2 separate regions of the Pan troglodytes genome follow, and region 1 is linked to region 2. The links are chromatin contacts, called in public HiChIP or PLAC-seq maps. All regions are on one chromosome and are shown on one strand. The core of a region is the stretch at or near the end of the contact, and the rest is flanking DNA. Distances in the headings are between cores, read along the strand shown. Region 1 holds the start of IRGM (immunity related GTPase M). Region 2 holds the start of RPS14 (ribosomal protein S14).

Region 1 (5,827 bases), core at 2,594-5,093, 400 kb after region 2:
GAAAAGCCTGGGATTTGATCCACATTGTTTTCTGGGCACATGGAGTTCTCTGATGCACCAGCCTCCACATCTGTGCTAAGACCAGGTCTTACTTTGCTATAAGTACCTTTGTTTGGGGATCAAGATAATTGGCATGGAATTAACTATATATAACCTCACATGGGAAATCTATTAATCTGTGTTCTTCATTTTGCATGTTTTACTCATGAAATTAATTCATTGGATTATGACCAGCATTAAAAAACAAACAGATGAAAAACATTCATAGAATGGAATAGGAGTTATAGGGTGTATTTAAGGCCAATTGTTCTGTAATACCTCACATTCACCTGTGTGCAGGTATTTGTGTGCATGTGTACTTGGTTCCTATATGCTCACTTAGTAAATTTAGGAATATGCTCCTTCTAGGATCTGGTTCTTTTTTTTTTTTTTGTATGGCTGCCACTCTGTAATTGAACCTGGTTCCACGACTCCCTTTAGAAGGGCCTCCTCCTCCTCTTCCAAAAGGACTCCTCTGCCCCTGTCTGGAGGAAGGTATCTGGCAATATATCTGGGCAAGATATTCAAAGAACCGAGCTTGGAGCAATTGTAACCCAGGCTGAATTCTGATGACCTCTTCTAAACTTCCAGGTCAGTGCTCCTGGAGGCTCACCCACACAAACACATAGGCACACTAACAACACCTGGAGGACACACCTACCTCATGCAGAGGAAACCATACCCTCACTGGCCTGGCAGTGACACAGGGGCCTGGGCAGGCATAGCACAGAAGAGTCCTGGTGTAACTGAGATAAAGTATCTCAATTGTACAAATAATTATTTTCGGCTCGGTTGTCTCTAGCGTGCAGCTGGTGAGCCTTCACCATGGGCCCAGGAGAAGCGGATCATATGAACAAAGCCTGGGGATGGGACAGTTGAGCTGGGGCTGCAGGGGCTAAGGCTGTTTCCCATGGGGCTCAGCACTGGTGGACAGGTAAGCAGACAGGTTTGAAGATGCTGGCTCAGTTCACAGACATGGTCACAGAAAAAGCCTGGAAAACTATAGGGTTTTCTGCTGACCTCCCACACTCACCATGGACAGTCAGTACCCTGCACTGGCCCGTGTCGTACCCAAGCAGAGTGTGCTTGAAAATCGGATGTATATTAGTAGACCCCGTGCTCAGTGGGTACAGTTTAGAAAGGGAAGTTAACTTATCTGTCAATTAGTAAGTTAACAACACACAAAGTGTACTGTGTTTTATTAATCAAACAAAAATATGTTAAACACCTGCTGGGCACAAGGGGTACAATGGTAAAGAGTCTAATGGAAAGGTTTAATGGTTAATGCCAAGACCTGTGTATGTATTAATATGATGCCAATCATTTAATACCTGATGAAGCAACAGTTTCTGGGACTACTTGGGTTAGAAAATGGCCCCGCCACAGGCCCAAGCCCATCCCCCACCCTGCATGTGCTCCTGCTCCACTCCCTTGTGCATCTATCCAGTATAATGTTGTGGGGAAGGGGAGTGCTCGATTCCTCACCTTAACCAGCCTGCCAGCTATCCATGCAGAGACATGCAGGCAAAACTCTGAACGCCAGACCTCCCCACTCCATTCTCCTGCTAGGCTGCTGAGGGACTCCATTCGAACCTGGTAACTACCCTGCCTCCTTCCCTCCAGATTCCATAGGTTACCTCTTCCTCTTTGCAGACTAACTAAAAGCAACCATATCTAAGTAGCATTTGATGAGAAGAAACTAGTTATTTATGTAAACCAAAATAATTAATGCTACAACGGAGAAACTTTATATAGCAGCCACAGATGAAGCCTGGCATGAGAAAGTCAATGATCAGTTGCTGCTCTCGCCATATGGTGGGTTATAAAATCTTCCCAAGACAAGTGAGGCACCGAGAAATTGAAGACTCATATACATTCCAGAGAACAGCGCCTCTCTCATCCATCTCCTCCATTAGGGCCTTTCTTCATATTTCATAGATAGACAGCTGGAGCCAGTTCTCTGCTTCCTGGGCCCTCTAAAAGGGCCAAAGACTTGGACAAATCCATTGTCCTGGGCACTCAGGAGGCAAGATTCTGTGTGTGCATGAGTGTACGAACATGTGTCATGTGAGAGAGTGTGTGGGCACTGGGCACACGAAGCATGAGTGAGGGTAGGTGAGTGAACATGTGTCAGCCTACATGAGTGTATATATGTGTGCACAGTGTGTGAGCATGTGTGCATCAAACATAAGTTTGTGTGAACGTGGCACCACGAGTGAATTTGTGTGTTTGTGTGTGGGGTAAGTGAACATGTTGCAGCCTGAGTGAGCAAGTGTAGTGTGTGCAACAGGGATGAATGTGTGTATGTATTCATGTTTACACATGTCAGCTTAAGTATGTTAGGGTGTGTGAACGTGTGTCAGTGTGAGTATGTGTGGGCCTGTGCACAGAATGCAAGTAAGTGTATGTGTGCATGCTGAGGGTGAGTGAGAGTGTGTGTGTGTTGGGGGGTAAGTAAACATGGCTGGGCATGGGTGAGTGTGCACACCAGGTGTGAGTGGCTGTGTGCAGTGTTGTGTGTGTTCACAATGAGTGTGTGAAACAGACCTGCCAGGCCATGCTAGTGAGAGGTGACAGCGTGCTGGCAGCCCTCGCAGCCCTCGCTGGCTCTCGGAGCCTCCTCAGCCTTGGCGCCCACTCTGGCGGTGCTTGAGGAGCCCTTCAGCCCGCCACTGCACTGTGGGAGCCCCTTTCTGGGCTGGCCAAGGCTGGAGCTGGCTCCCTCAGCTTGTGGAGAGGTGTGGAGGGAGAGGCACGGGCAGCAACTGGGGCTGCGGGCATTGCTTGTGGGCCAGCGCAAGTTCCGGGTGGGCGTGGGCTCAGCGGGCCCGCACTCAGAGCAGCCGTCCGGCCCCAACGGCCCCTGGCAGTGAGGGGCTTAGCACCTGGTCCAGCAGCTGCTGTGCTGGATTTCTCCCCAGCCTTAGCTGCCTCCCTGCAGGGCAGGGCTTGGGACCTGCAGCCCGCCATGCCTGAGCCTCTCTCCCCTGCCCCACTCCGTGGGCTCCTGCACAGCCCGAGCCTCCCCTATGAGCGCCACTCCCTGCTCCAAGGTGCCCAGTCCAATCCACTGCCCAAGGGCTGAAGAGTGCAGGCGCATGGCCAGGGACTGCCAGGCAGCTTCACCTGTGGCCCGGTGCAGGATCCACTGGGTGAAGCCAGCTGGGCTCCTGAGTCTGGTGGGGGCTTGGACAACGTTTATGTCTAGCTAAGGGATTGTAAATACACCAATCAGCACTCTGTATCTAGCTCAAGGTTTGTAAACACACCAATCAGCACCCTGTGTCTAGCTCAGGGTTTGCGAACGCACCAATCGACACTCTATATCTAGCTAATCTAGTGGGGACATGGAGAACTTTTGTGTCTAGCTCAGGAATTATAAATGCACCAATCAGCACCCTGTGTCTAGCTCAGGGTTTGTGGATGCACCAATCAGCACTCTGAGCCTAGCTAATCTGGTGGGGACTTGGAGAATCTTTATGTCTAGCTAAGGGATTGTGAATGCACCAATTGGCACTCTATATCTAGCTCAAGGTTTGTAAACACACCAATCAGCACCCTGTGTCTAGCTCAAGGTTTGCGAATGCACCAATCTATACTCTGTATCTAGCTAATCTAGTGGGGACGTGGAGAACTTTTGTGTCTAGCTCAGGGATTGTAAACGCACCAATCAGCACCCTGTCAAAACGGACCAATCAGCTCTCTGTAAAACAGACCAATCGGCTCTCTGTAAAATGGACCAATCAGCAGGATGTGGGTGGGCCAGATAAGAGAATAAAAGCAGACTGCCCGAGCCAGCAGTAGTAACCTGCTTGGGTCCCCTTCCACGGTGTGGAAGCTTTGTTCTTTTGCACTTTGCAATAAATCTTAGGCTGCTCATTCTTTGGGTCCACACTGCCTTTATGAGCTGTAACACTCACGGCGAAAGTCTGCAGCATCACTCCTGAAGCCAGTGAAACAACGAACCCACCGGGAGAAACGAACAACTCCAGACTCGCCACCTCAAGAGCTGTAACACTCACCTCGAAGGTCTGCAGCTTCACTCCCGAGCCAGTGAAACCACGAACCCACCGGAAGGAAGAAACTCTGAACACATCCAAACGTCAGAAGGAACAAACTCCAGACACGCAGCCTTTAAGAACTGTAACACTCACTGCGAGGGTCCGTGGCTTCCTTCTTGAAGTCAGTGAGAGGAAGAACCCACCAATTCCGGTAGGAGTAGGGAATCACATCACCTTCTTTTAATCAGTCTCAAATACCTGGCCCCTTGTGGAACCTGCAAGAGCCAGGTTTGGCGAATGCAATGATAAGCAATTGTCTAATCACTGCCTTGAAAAAGAGCAGAGCATTTGAGTATGCTGTCTCCTCCTCTCCCTCACTTCAGTTGGGCCCAACATGACAGTCTTAATGGAAGCGCGGGCGTCAAAGGCTGGTGGCTTACTTCATGTATATTGCAGCATTTCGGTACTTCTCTGCACGTGTGCTCCCCCGACTGATGAGGTAAGTGTTAAACAGGGATGATCACAGCTTCAAGTAAGCAATGGGAATTGGATGTTTTATGTCCTCTGGCGCCATCTTCAGCAGAGAAATATATAGGTCATTTTTACTTGTCTGGTCTTGGTCTTGAAATATGTACTGAAACTTGTGAAGGAGCAGACCTATATTAGGATAGAGTAAAAGAGGGAAAGACAAAAACCTCTTGGGCTTTTCAGGAGACTTGGTTCATTCTCTGCTTTTCAAGCCGTCTCATGGCCACATGCCTGCTTTGGAGGCTGACTGTTGGAGGCACAACCGGCCTCAGGGCGTTCCTCAGGGACCTTACCTTTCTTGCTCCCTGAAGAAATGTGCACATTGCTTGAATAAAAACAACCAAAGAACACTCAATCAAGATCGTCTTTGCTGCAGTCTTCGTTGAGGGCTGGGGATGCTAAAAGTCAGATGATTCCTGTGTACCCTGTCCATCCTAACTCACCTGCTCTTCTACTTCTGCAGCTTACTCCAGTGCCCACAGATACGACAGAGTTCCCGAGTGCCCCTCACACTCTATTAGCTGCATCCTTAACCTCTTTTTGCCGCACCATAAGCATTGGGGTTTTTTTGTTTGTTTTGAGATGGAGTCTTGGTCTGTTGCCAGGCTGGGGTGCAATGGCGTGATCTCAGCTCACTGCAATATCTGCCTCCAGGGTTCAAGCGATTCCCCTGCCTCAGCCTCTTGTATTAGCTGGGACTACAGACACACACCACCACGCCCAGCTAATTTTTTTGTATTTTAGTAGAGACGGTTTCACGATGTTGGCCAGGATGGTCTTGATCTCCTGACCTCGTGATCTGCTCGCCTCGGCCTTCCAAAGTGCTGGGATTACAGGCATGAGCCACGGCGCCTGGCCGGCATTGGGGTATTTTCTTGAAGATGGAAGCCATGAATGTTGAGAAAGCCTCAGCAGATGGGAACTTGCCAGAGGTGATCTCTAACATCAAGGAGACTCTGAAGATAGTGTCCAGGACACCGGTTAACATCACTACGGCAGGGCACTCTGGCAATGGGATGTCTACCTTCATCAGTGCCCTTCGAAACACAGGACATGAGGGTAAGGCCTCACCTCCTACTGGGCTGGTAAAAGCTACCCAAAGATGTGCCTCCTATTTCTCTTCCCACTTTTCAAATGTGGTGTTGTGGGACCTGCCTGGCACAGGGTCTGCCACCAAAACCCTGGAGAACTACCTGATGGAAATGCAGTTCAACCGGTATGACTTCATCATGGTTGCATCTGCACAATTCAGCATGAAT
Region 2 (5,374 bases), core at 2,365-4,864:
GACCTTAGTTTAAATTACACTTTATCACCAACTCCTTACTTGTGCTTCCTGGCATTTGTCACAAGTGAAAACCACATACTCCCTGGTGCTCTGTTGTTTAAAGTTTGACTCTCCCACCAGCCTCGGTCCCACACAAGGAGGGTAGAGACCATGTCTGTTTCCCCATCACTCTCTTCTAGTACCTGAAACACAGCTCCTGGTATACAGTGGGTGCTCAACACTGAGCTGCTGGGGGGTGTACACAGGAGCCAATTATTAAGTATATCTATGCCTAAAATATCTTGTTCAAGGTCACAACAAAAAACCCAAACCTCAAATCCAGGTGCTCCAGCACCCAAGCCCAGCAGGTTTTCTACCACCCAGCCATTCCCTCTGCGACTCGTACCTATTTCCTCCTGTGGCCCGGAGTTTGATGTGTAGGGCGGTGATACCCAGCTCCTTGCACCTCTGGGCCACATCCTGGGCAGCCAACATAGCAGCATATGGTGAGGATTCATCTCGGTCTGCCTTTACCTTCATCCCACCAGTCACACGGCAGATGGTTTCTCTGGGGACAAAAGCACAGGGTCATTTCTTCCTCGTCCAACAAGGAGTGCTTACGATATCCTAATGAGTGAAGAGCAACACAGCTCAGTCATGGTGGAGGATGATGGTCATGGGCTCTGCCCTCATGGAGTTCAGTCCAGTGGGGTTGAATGGCCCAATATAGCTATACTCAGTATTAACATTTTATATATCTACTTTTGCATTTAATCCTTACCATTACTCCACAAGGTAGACATTACTGTCCTCATTTTACATATGAGGAAACCAAAACTCAGAATTTGAGTGATTTCACACAAGTCACAACAACTTGCTAAATGGCCGTCGAACCCACACCCAGAGCTCACTTGCAGTCCACTGCTGCTCCTACAAAGGGAAATAAGGAAAGAAGAGAATTCCCAAGAAACCAAGGATTCAATGACCATCACGCTGTAAGGACGAAGAATGTGTCTCCTCTCTTGTAACCCCTGGGAAATCACAATATTTGTGGGCTAAATGGACAAGCACATTTTCTTACCTGGACAAAACAGCATTTCTTTAGAGAGAATCCCCTGAACTGCTAGCCCATCCCAGCCATTGCCTTCCTCAGCCTTTTGCCAGCTGGATGCCTCTCCACCCAGGTACTCACTTGCCAGAAAGATCAGTGACATGGACAAAAGTGTCATTGAAGGATGCAAAGATATGGCAGACACCAAATACATTCTCTCCTTCAGCCACCTGAGGTCCGAGGCTGATGACCTGTTCTTCCTTCTTTTCCTTCCCCTTTCGAGGTGCCATTTCTGAGTGGAAGGAAAAGAAACTCAAGGTTAACAGACAAAACATTTCCAGAATCCCTTTCCCCTGGCTATTAAATGAAACCCTAAGTCTTGCTTCATGTCCCTGTCTTCTTCCATCCAATACTCTACTGTATTCTCTCATTTCTGCCTCACTAAAACTTCTTTCTCCTTGCACTTGGGGGGGTATCAACTGTGGCCATATGGCAAAGTACCATGAGAAGTATCCTTTCCCCAGAAACTACCAACAGCGCAGCTCACAGCACCTACAGGATAGAAGCCTAGGGATCTAGCAGCAGATGCCTGAAGGCTGCATCCCAAAAGGCAAGAAGAAACCCAAGACCAATAGCTACCCATGTACTGGTACCATTCCTAACACCCTTCATGGGGCGAGGGAGCTGCTTGATTCCTGCATGAACTCCTCAGCTTAGAATTCAAGAGACCCTTACCAACACAGCCCTCAAGCCTCTCATCTCCTGTTTTCCTGTGCTCCACCTGATCCCTTCAAAAGCCAAAAATGCAACTGATTTGACTCCCACAACTATTTAGAACTAAATCTTTGTCACCAACATCAAATATCAAAGGCACTAAAATACATCCGAAAGGCAGGCTAATGGAAAAGACCCATCTCAGAAATCTGATGGGTCCTGAGACTAAATAACTCTAACCTATTATGGCCTTCATAATAAGTGCAATCATACTGTCACAAGATCTAAGGGAGAGAGAAACTGACAGGAGGAAGGCGGGTGAGAATGAATGAGAAAGTGGAAGGCTAGGATAAGACTGCTTCCTGCCTAAAGCCCCAGGCCTTCTGAACCTCCTGGTGTTCAGAACAATTTAACATTTTCAGAAGACACTAACACTAATCGGTATCCTGCAGATGGTGAAGATAGAGAGTGCCTCAGCCTATGGTCACAGTAAAGACAGTGGCAAAACCAAACCTAGAAACAACGTGTCCTGACTCCCAGCCCAGCACTCTCTGCCTCCTGCCAAGATGCCTCTACACCACAAATAACTACCCTAGTCTGTCTCAGGTGTTCCTAGATCTCTCCTGTGCCTTCCCTATATAAACTTTAGTTAAATGTGTGACCACAGTAAGTACTTCAAGTGTAAGTCTTGGGTGTACGAAGTTAAATGTTCCTATCTTCAAATCAGACCAATGAGCACGACCCAGTGCGTTAACTATTCTAAGGAACGCGCCACAGGAGAGAAGCCCAAAGTTCTGCCTCGAGAAGCATAGAAAGGCTCCAGCATATCTCAAATACGTAAGCATGAGTATGTTTCGGCATGATGGCCATTCAGTAAATGCCAATTTGCAGTTTCTCCGTTCCTAACATCCCCTAAAGTAACGAGCAGAGTGGTCATCAGGAGTATATAAACGCAGGGCAAGCGCACAGCAAACATTGGTGCTGGGCCCTGAGCGCCCAGAACTTGCAACGTGCCCGACTCAGCAACGGAAAGAATCGCCCAGATTTAGAAGCATCCAACATAGTGCGAGAGTTTTCCCTGCTTTCCTTCTTTGAATGATCACTACAAACCCATGGGATCGGTGCTATTGTTATTCCTATTTTGCAGACGAGGAAACAAACGAGATTAGGCGTGGGCCTGCGATCACCAAGAAAAAAATTTGGCGAGGTAGAGGCGGGAGCCCACGTCTGTCCCGGGTTCCCTCAACTACGCTGTGCAGCTCAAACGCGGCCGTGGCCGTATTGCGGGGCCGAGGCCTTAAAAGGCTGGACCCGCACTCACCCTTACTTCACAAGCTCCTCCCTGAAGCAAAACGGGCCTTCTGAGACCAGGAACGAACTCAATCCCGAGTTGGCCAGGATCCAGGTGGGCCAGCCGCGCGTCTCTTGCCCGGCACCTAGCTCGGTTCCCACGGAAAGAACCCCGTCTCTCGTCCCAAGCCCCACAGGGTCCCCTCGCCGCAGGATGCCCCCCGATTGTCGCGCCCGGGCCTCCTACCTGCACGTCGTCTCCAGACTCCACACCGGAAAGAGAGAGTGGGAGAGGGCGGAGCGACGGGGGGTCACTTCCGTGTCCCGGAAGTATACCTCTGAGGTCACGGGGCGAGGTCGGGTCCCGGAAGACGCCGGCATTATTCCTCCCAAAGAGTTTAAGACTCGTCATAGGGAAAGACGGTTTATTACTTAAGGGAGAGCGAAAAGAGGTAGAGGGCTGGTTGTCGCTGCGAGCGGGTCGGCCTAAGCGACAGTACGAAGCGGCTACACCCGCGGGGTGAGGTGGGCCTGTATTCCATGATGGCGGTGGTCGTGTCTAGACAGACTTCCGCCATCCTGACTCCCGCCCTGGCAGCCTCGGAGCGGCAGCGCCCCTTGTGTGGAGCAGGGGAATAACAACAACAAAACGGCCTTAATTAAAGCTAGGGTGGCGCCGGCCTGTGGTCCCAGTTACTCAGGAGGCTGAGGATCGCTTCGTCCAAGTAGTTCGAGGCCAGCCTAGGCAACATAGTCGGGGAAAACACACCGTAATCACTTACTTTGGCATATTATATAATGGGCAAAATAAGAATAAATTATTCAATATGTGTTTTCAGACCGGTCTGGGCTAAACAGTTTATATGCATTGCTTCATTTACTCCTCAAGACATTATCAAATAATTTTGATTTCCCTCTTACAGATAAAGGATGTTAACTGAGAGCACACCTTTGCAGAAGGGTTTGGAATTCTAGCTTCAAAGCCCACGTGTTTAATAGCTACTTCCACATAGCCCTCTAATAACAATATACATGTATATATTTCGACCGAATCTTGTTCTGTAGCCAAGGCTGGAGTGCAGTGGCACAATCTCGGCTGACCGCAACCTCTGCCTCCCAGGTTCAAGCTATTCTGCCTCAGCCTCCCGAGTAGCTGGGACTACAGGCGCGTGCCACCACGCCCGGCAAATTTTTGTGTGTGTGTGTATTTTTAGTAGAGACGGGGTTTTACCGTGTTGACTAGGGTGGTCTGGATTTTCTGACCTCGTGATCCACCTGCCTCGGCCTCCCAAAGTGCTGGGATTACAGGCGTGAGCCACCGTGGCCAGCCTCTAATAACAATATTGAAGGACCTTGAAGGCTTGGGAGAATATGTCGGAGCTGTGGGGAAGGGCCAAGAAGTGTACCTCACAGAGCTAGGCAAGCGGTAGATACATTTTATCTATGTACTATATGTAATATTTATATGGAATATATATAGTATTTTTGAATTACATACTATATAAATATTATAAATATATTTTTAATATATAAATATATCCTGTGGCTCCAGCCTGGGTGACACAGCGAGACCCTGTCTCAAAAAAAAAAAAATTTACTCTGCTAAACTGAAAAACTCAACATACCTTCTTTTTTTTTTTTTTGAGACGGAGTCTGGCTCTTGTTGCCCAGGCTGGAGTGCAGTGACGCCATCTTGGCTCACTGCAAGCTCCGCTTCCTGGGTTCAAGTGATTCTCCTGCCTCATCTCCCGAGTAGCTGGGATTACAGGTGTGCGCCACCACACCCGGCTAATTTTTGTATTTTTAGTAGAGACGGGGTTTCACCGTGTTGTCCAGGCTGGTCTCGAACTCCTGCCTCAGGTGATCCACCCGCCTCGGTCTCCCAAAGGGCTGGGATTATAGGCGTGAGCCAATGCACCCAGCCTCAACATACCTTCTCGTTGCATTGCATTTCTTCCATGATGAGTGACGTCAAACATCTCTTTACGGATTGTTTTAACCATTTGCATCTCTTCTGTGAAATGTCTGTATTTTTTGAAGGAGAGGGCTTTTTTATTTTAAGTAATGAGCTTCCCAGTATGTTAGCAGAGACTGGAGTATTGTGGAGTGAGTTCCGCTTTGATTAAGAGTTGTATTAAACAGACCTCCAAACCTCATGTGGCTTCATGGAGGGAGCAAGCCTTGATCTTATGGCTGAAGGCAGCCCACACAATCACCTCAGGACAAATTTTTCCACAGGGAAGCCTATCTTTATCCCAGAAACCATCAAAGTCACTGCTTTCAAACTCCACTTTATTTAATCAACATATTTATTGTTTCTGCAGTTATTAGCTATGGGTC

What was found. HiChIP or PLAC-seq counts read pairs in DNA pulled down with a chosen protein or histone mark.
Region 1: an H3K4me3 HiChIP or PLAC-seq map of stem cell-derived excitatory neurons shows a contact between it and region 2, with 5 times the contacts expected there. The contact joins the promoter of IRGM here to the promoter of RPS14 in region 2. A contact is called at or near these places in 1 of 7 Hi-C or Micro-C datasets (stem cell-derived neural progenitor cells) and 1 of 1 datasets of contacts at active chromatin or transcription factors (stem cell-derived excitatory neurons).

Annotation. Positions count from the first base shown.
Region 1 is chr4:148,570,225-148,576,051 of NHGRI_mPanTro3-v2.0_pri, forward strand. IRGM (immunity related GTPase M) reads left to right here and starts at 3,844. Exons shown (of 2, transcript NM_001160207.2): 1 at 3,844-4,539; 2 at 5,032-5,827. The coding sequence starts at 5,450.
Region 2 is chr4:148,173,844-148,179,217 of NHGRI_mPanTro3-v2.0_pri, forward strand. It overlaps RPS14 (ribosomal protein S14), which reads right to left and starts at 3,615. Exons shown (of 5, transcript XM_003310899.6): 1 at 3,282-3,615; 2 at 1,172-1,322; 3 at 386-547. The coding sequence starts at 1,320.